Regions from separate parts of the Mus musculus genome. Here region 2 is linked to region 1. Evidence: chromatin contacts called from public HiChIP or PLAC-seq data. All regions are on one chromosome and are shown on one strand. The core of a region is the stretch at or near the end of the contact, and the rest is flanking DNA. Distances in the headings are between cores, read along the strand shown.

Region 1 (3,746 bases), core at 820-3,319:
GCTGAGCCAGCCTGCCTTCCCGGCCTTCAGCTTTGGAGACCGCCATCGCTCTGTTGTCAAAATGCCGGAGAGTCGCTTCCGCCCAGGGATGCTCCGAGCCCGAGGTCCTTGTAGCTATACCCCACTCTTGCCTACCTCAAAGCCCTCTGGCGAGAAGCGACCCAGCCCCAACACCTATAACATCCTTCCTGGGTACCGTCTGCAGAGCACACGCTCACCTGCCTTCTCCATGAGCCGGTCTCCTGCGTTTGCATCCTGGGTCAGCTCCTGTAAGGAAGACATAGAAAAAGAGTCTTGGCCTGCTTGGGGTTGGAGTGGGGCTTGGGCCGCAAGGGAGGGGAGGGATGCTGGGGTGACGACTAGGGTCAGCTCATTCTCTCTGCAGCCGGAACCCCAGGTCCAGCTGCCTACTACGTGGAAGACTGCTACAACTCACGCTTCCCATCTTCGCCTGGAGTAGTTATTCAAGGAGTGCGCAGACCCAAGCGCCACGACACAGGCCCTTTCTGCACACTATAGGCCCATCGGGTATAGGTTGCAAAGCTGACCTCTCTTGAGGCTTACCAAGGCTTCCTTTGGAACTCTTTGTCTATAGCCGGCTTTCTGATCCTCTAGACACCCCTCACCCACTCTTCTGGCTTAGGCTGTCCAACAAGAAGAGTCTTCCCAGAGTCCCCTTTCACCCCACTATACCAAGATGCAAATGATTCTTCTGAACTGTGGTCTCTGGTGTGCCTGGTTGCCCATCCTTTGCCCAATGGGCTGTCTTGAATATGTGGCTTTCTGCTTCCCTGGTATTTCTGGCTTTCTCTGTTCCTGCGTGGTGTTCTTTTCTTCAGGATTGAAATGGCAGTCTGGGAACTAACCCTAAGCTTTCTGACCTAGGATAGAATAGGAAAAGGCAATGTGGGACAATCTAATCCACTCACCTAAGGTCCAGCATCTACCTGAGGATCAGGGATGCTTGCTGGGCTGAGGAACTATTGGGATGGGATGGGAAGTCAGAACCTGGGGTGCAGACACCTGTCTGCAGACAGCCTTGCCTAGCCCACTGAGGTAGGACCCAGGGAATCAGCTCACCAGACACTGGCCCTACTCCCCTGGAGCCTTGACCTGAAGAGTCAACTGGGTTTGGTAACTTGTGTTCTGAGAACCCACGCCCAAAGCCTTCCCACCCTAGCCCCTGCCCAATGATGGTTCCCTCAGCACTGTTGATCTGCCTTCCTACTTAGAAGTAGCCCCCTTCAGGAGCCTTGCCCTGCAGCTAGTAATAGCAATTTCTCCAGAGCTCTCTCCATACTTTCTTCCACACCCAGACACAGATCTCACTAAAGAACGTTTTTAAAATGTATTTTATGTGTATGGTGTTTTGTTTGCTTGTATGTATGTGTATGTGTGCTTAGTACCCAGAAGACATTAGATTCCTTGGAAGTGACGTTACAGAGCTGCTATGTAGGTGCTGGAACTGAACCCAGGCCCCCTGCAATAAGCAGAAAACGTTCTTAACTGCTGAGCTATTATTTTCCTAGCTCTCAGAGCTGATTTCTTTCTTTCTTTCCATCCTCCCCAGACAGGCCCTGGCTGTCTTGGAAGTTACTGTGTAAACCAGGCTAGTCCTGAACTAACAGAGAGTCTCCTGGTTCTACCTCCCAAGTGCTAGGATTAAAGATATGCATCATTGCCAAGTGTGACAGCACAAGCCTTTAACCCCAGCAGTCAGGAAGCAGAGGGTCTGAGTTTGAGACAACCAAGTCTAAAGTGTCCATGTCTCAAGGGGGAAAAAAATTGTACTACTAAGCCCAAACCAGAACTCACTTAAAAAGTGACTTCATTTATGCATATAAATGCATGTATGTCTGTATACCCCATGGTGCTTGTGGAGGTCAGAAGAGGGCATCAGATCCCCTGAAACTGTCGTAGGTTCTGGTTCCCAGAGAGCAGTCGAACTGAAAAGCTGAAATTTTCATCGTACTGACAAGAGCGCGGGCTAGAGTGGCTAAGGCCTCCGGAGATGGGGTAACTTCACATCTCGACCCCGCCCCTTGAGCACGTTCTCACGACCTCTCACTGGGTAGCAAGTCGCTGCTCGGAACCTGCGGGCGGCGGAGGCGTTTTCCCGGGGCCTATTGGCTGCTGGACCTAGGCAGTCAAGGGCGGAAGTGGGAGGTGTGGGTCCGTGCGAGCTGCTCTGCTGACGCGATCTGGCCACACTGGAGGCGGCGGGCGAACGGGGCTTGGGGGGTCCTCGTGGCACCGTGGAGAGGGCTTCTGGGGCTCCGTCAGGGTCCGCTACGGCTCCAGCGGAGCGCGGTGGGGATGGGGTACACAGCCGAGCGTCCGCCGGAGCCTCCGCCATGTTCGCGGGGCTCCAGGACCTGGGCGTGGCCAATGGCGAGGACCTGAAAGAGACCCTGACCAACTGCACCGAGCCTCTCAAGGCCATTGAACAATTTCAGGTGGGCAGAAGGGGCCGGGGCAGCTAGGGAAGCTGGACACAATTCGGCGCGCTCCCGACGCTTGGATGGAGGCGCTAAAGGTTCTGCGCTAGGGACCCGCTGAGTAACTGAGTGTTTTCCCTTTTCCGCTGTTACTATGGCGGACCCTAGTACTCGGCATCCGTGGTGTCCGTGCTGACTTGGCTGCGGCCAAGCAAAATGCGTACGCGTTTACCCTCTGCTTCTCCAGACAGAGAATGGCGTGTTGCTGCCTTCCCTGCAGTCGGCCCTGCCCTTCTTGGATCTACACGGGACACCGCGGCTGGAGTTCCATCAGTCAGTGTTTGATGAACTACGTGACAAACTTCTGGAACGAGTGTCAGCAATTGCCTCTGAGGGAAAGGCAGAGGAGAGGTGGGTCTCTACCAGGAAGCTGCTTATCTTTGTGAGTAGCATTGATGGTCTCCATGGCTGCACAGCCCTACCTGTAGATACAACCTGGAATGGAATGTGTTTGAGGGATTCCTCTTCTCTGTATGTTCTGCATGTGGAGACACACTTCCTCAGCTGTGCAAATCTGTGCAGGTACAAGAAGCTGGAAGACCTTCTGGAAAAGAGCTTTTCTTTGGTCAAGATGCCATCCCTACAACCAGTGGTGATGTGTGTTATGAAACACTTGCCCAAGGTGAGAACTGTGGGGCCAGCCTCTCAGACTGTGTGTTTAGTGCAGGAAGTTGCTTAGCTCTGGGAAAGTTTGATGGACTTGCCCTCCAGCAAGCTCTGGGCCCCTTCTTTATATCACACACTTCCCCTGGTTGAGCCAAATGGAAATATTTATCCCTTGAAGTGCAGGGTGGGTCTTTTGTGGGAAGAGGACTGTGGAGATTCTGGATGCCTGAATTCACCTGCTAAGAGTTGGAGGTCCATCACAGTCTGGGCTCTGTAGGGTCTGTGGGCAGCTGAGGCCTCATGGAGGCAGCTGTGTCCTCATGGCGACACAGGCAGGGCTTGCAGGGAGCTGTGGTGTTTACTGTGTAGGTTCCTGAGAAGAAGCTGAAGCTGGTGATGGCTGACAAGGAGTTGTACCGGGCATGTGCTGTGGAAGTGAAGAGGCAGATTTGGCAAGACAACCAGGCTCTCTTTGGTGATGAAGTCTCACCACTGCTGAAGCAGTATATCCTAGAGAAAGAGAGTGCGCTCTTCAGCACAGAGCTCTCTGTGCTGCACAACTTCTTCAGCCCTTCCCCCAAGACCCGGCGCCAAGGAGAGGTGAGATGCCTCTCAGGGCTGTGCGGCCAGCCCTTCATTCCA
Region 2 (3,674 bases), core at 1,002-3,501, 1.4 Mb before region 1:
AGTAAAATGGGGTTACCTTAGCTCTTGTGAGGAATCTACTGAGAACTGTTACATATGCGAGGGCAGAACAGTACAGGGGGAAGAAGGAGAGGGTAACAAATCCCAACAATCCCAACGGAGACCCTCCCAAGGGAAGAATGAAATACCAAGAAGAACGTGGAGCCCACATCAAGGTATGGAGAAGACCAGCTGCCAACATAGTGAGACCTTGCCTTAAAATAGTAAGTCGTGGTCTGTGTTGGGATCACATGCAGTTCAATTGATAACCTGCTTGCCTAGAGTGCATGACTGCTCAAAGGCCTGGGTGTGACCCCCATCACCCTCAACCTGGCATGGTGGCAACCTCCTTTGAGAGGTGGGAGCCGGAGATTTAGAAGCCCAAGGTCATCCCCGGCTAGGTAAGCAGTTTGAAGGTGGGTTCAAAAACCCAACAGGAGCTGGAGAGATGGCTCAGTGGGTAAGAGCACTTGCTGCTCTTGTAGAGGACCCAGTTTCAGTTGCCAGCACTGTCTCCTGACTTCCTCAGGCACCAGGCATGCACATGGTATGCATACATACATGCACATAAAACACTTCACACACATAAAATAAACCTTTAAAACTTAAAGACGGCCGGGCGTGGTGGCACACGCCTTTAATTCCAGAACTTGGGAGGCAGAGGCAGGTGGATTTCTGAGTTCGAGGCCAGCCTGGTCTACAGAGTAGGTTCCCGGACAGCCAGGGCTACACAGAGAAACCCTGTCTCAAAAAAACAAAAACAACCCACCCCCCAAAAAAACAAACCAAACCAAACCAAACAAAAAACCTTAAAAACATAAACCAATACGCTAAATGAATAAATAAAAAGGACACCAGGTTGGTTAGAATTAAAAGGCAGGAAGGACTCAGCATACATTCCTGAGGGGGCTGCAGAGCTGTGAGGACCTGATGCCTTGGAGATCTCAGCTGGGATCCTAGCAGCCCCGTAGCACCCCTCTCCCCCCCCCCCTTCTCTCCAAGCATATCTGGGTCTTCTACCAGAGAAGCTGAAACCCTGCAGCTCACCCTGCCTGCAACCTCATGAGCACAGAAGCCTGAAGCTGGAGTGACTCCTGGTGGTTCCTTACCCACCCTGGCACAGCTTTGGCCCTGCTTTAAAAGCTAAGCACAGGGCTGGCGAAATGGCTCAGCCGGTAAGAGCATTGACTGCTTTTCCGAAGGTCCTGAGTTCAAGCCCCAATAACCACATGGTGGCTCACAACCACCGGTAATGAGATCTGACACCGTCTTCTGGTGTACAAGCAGGGATTGAGGGAGCAGAGTTGACCAGAGTTGAGTGGGCTAACCGGAGCGAGCAGGGGTCCTAAAAATTCAATTCCCAACAACCACATGAAGGCTCACAACCTATAGCTACAGTGTACTCGCATACATAAAATAAGTCTAAAAAAAAAAAAAAAAGCTAAGCACAGTTATATAGGTAGATATTAAAATTATCATCTCTCCGGATCTGAGAAAACCAGAGATTCTCTCAGAATGCCTGGATATAGGGGAGCCTGTGGGCACATTAATATCTACAGCCATCGCTGAGTTCCACACCTAGGTGCAGACCAACCTCACCAAAAAAGAAGCTAGATGCATTTTGTCACTGACATCTGCTCTGAGAACATGATCAGGAAGGATGTATATGGCTGGCCTGCAAGCCCAAGGCTTCTTACTACAAGTGTCCCAGTGAGCACCAACTACAGGCTGGCGGTTAGAACACAGTGCGCATGGGAACACAATCGCCTGATCCACACTGCTGGCCGGGCATCAGAAGGTCCCCGGTGCCACATTACCCCAGAGACACCCCCACTCCAAAACTCTCACTACTCCTTCTGCCTCCCCCAGCTCGTTGCATCATGGGAATAGGGCTTCAGTCTCCCTGCTCAAGGGAACCTAAAGGGCCCAGGCCACCAGCCAGGTGGCCTAGTCAGGTAACCATTGGTCACTCAGTAGCCGGTCAATGGTCCTTTGTGTGGTGACAAGACTGGCATAATGGGCACGTCTTAGGTCGGTTGCACACCCTTAGGGAGCTGCGGTGCCAGGCTGGGGACTTGTGGCCGCAAGCCCCGGTGCAGGGGCGTGGGAGGCAACGCCAGAGCCCAGGCCACCCGGCAGCTCAGAGATGGGAGCCGCGGGACGAGTGAGGGAACCTCAATGTCCTGCCGCAAGGGGCAGGGTGGCAGGGAGGGGCGGGGCGGAGAGGGTGACACCCGAAGGGCCGAGGGAGGCGGGGTCCGCGTCCAGGACGCGGCGGGGCGGAGCGGGGCGCGATGCCCCCCGGCAGGGCCAGGCCCGGAGGGGCGGGAACAGGGCGGGACGGCCGCACCTAGCTCTGGGCTTCCAGCCTGGCCCGCCCTCTACCCTCGGCGCTCCTCAAAAGGGGCGCGGGCGGCGGGTGGAGGGCGGCGGCGCCGTCGGGGCTGGGGTGCGGCCGCCATGGACCCGTGGCCATGGCTGACGGCGGCGCTGCTGCTGCTGTTGCTGCTTGTGCAGCTGAGCCGCACAGCCAGGTTCTACGCCAAGGTCGGTCTCTACTGCGTGCTCTGCCTGTCCTTCTCCGCCGCGGCCTCGATCGTCTGCCTGCTGCGCCACGGCGGCCGCACCGTGGATAACATGAGGCAAGGGGGCCGGACGCCGGGATGGGCGCGCGCTTCCGCTTTCCTAACTTCTGAGCTCCTCGCGTTCTTTCCTTCCTGCCCCGCCCGCCCCGCCGTCCCCACGGTCCGGAGCCTCCGACGACGCGGCTTCCCGTCCCAGGGGCGCGTGTCACGATGTGCGCCGCTTGTAGGGCTCGGCCCTGCGGCGCCCCCTGCGCGCAGCGTGGAGTGTCGGGTTTGCGCGCGCCGCTAGCTTTGGGAGAGGGAGGGGGCCGAGCGAAGGTGGGACAGGCCCAATCCCACTTTCACCAGCAGGGAAACCGAAGCCTAGCCAGGCTTCCGGTCCGTGCTTCCACCTCTCTGCCGGTTAGAAGACACCTGTGCCCAGGTTGTAGCCACAGGTTCTCCTTGTCATTAACTTCCTCTTCTGGGGGGTGGGGGCCGAACTGTCTTTGGACCTGGCTTGCTAGCAATAAAGGAAGGAGGCTGTGGCCAGAATCCTCCTCTGCCCATCTCCCAGAGCAGGGAAGCTTAGTGGACAAGCAAAAGGTACAGGTATGGAGATCAGGCTAGGTTGTCCTGCAATGGGGGCTGCCCGAGAGAAAAAGCCTCTAGTCCTTTCTCCCTGTCCACACTCCCAGGAGACTGTTGCTACATTTCTTTCTGCCCCATTTGGACTGCTGAGAGGGTGGGTTTTGCAATGTCCTGGCCTTGGCCTTGCCTGGGTGTTTCGGACCTTGTGCCCCTGAAGCCCCTCCTCCCCCGCGGTAGTTACAAGGACTGTGAATGATGGTTTCCTGACTCTCGGCTGTATCTGGTCGTCTTTGGGGTTAGGATGCTGTCCTGACCAGCCATATTTTGTGGGTCCCAGCCCTCATTTCTCAGGTGCTTATAGTGACTATCCAGTGTCCCAGGGAGCAGACATGCAGAGGAGACCCTTGCACAGAAGACAAGGGTGCCCTAGCTATGCACTTTTCACGGTGCATAGAACAGGGTGGGGAGGCCTGCTCCCCACCTCCCCACCCTGTCTTAGGGTTCCTGTCTTAAATCCTCATA

The links. HiChIP or PLAC-seq counts read pairs in DNA pulled down with a chosen protein or histone mark.
Region 2: an HNF4G HiChIP or PLAC-seq map of pancreatic cancer cells shows a contact between it and region 1. The contact joins the promoter of Agpat2 here to the promoter of Nelfb in region 1. A contact is called at or near these places in 1 of 39 promoter capture datasets (the C10 cell line) and 1 of 115 datasets of contacts at active chromatin or transcription factors (pancreatic cancer cells).

What each region holds. Positions count from the first base shown.
Region 1 is chr2:25,209,812-25,213,557 of GRCm38.p6, reverse strand. It overlaps Nelfb (negative elongation factor complex member B), which reads left to right and starts at 2,069. Exons shown (of 13, transcript NM_021393.3): 1 at 2,069-2,456; 2 at 2,686-2,849; 3 at 3,021-3,120; 4 at 3,474-3,704. The coding sequence starts at 2,211. Stpg3 (sperm tail PG rich repeat containing 3) reads left to right here. Exons shown (of 6, transcript NM_028961.1): 5 at 1-269; 6 at 386-999. The coding sequence ends at 519.
Region 2 is chr2:26,602,994-26,606,667 of GRCm38.p6, reverse strand. Agpat2 (1-acylglycerol-3-phosphate O-acyltransferase 2 (lysophosphatidic acid acyltransferase, beta)) reads left to right here and starts at 2,251. Exons shown (of 6, transcript NM_026212.2): 1 at 2,251-2,639. The coding sequence starts at 2,458.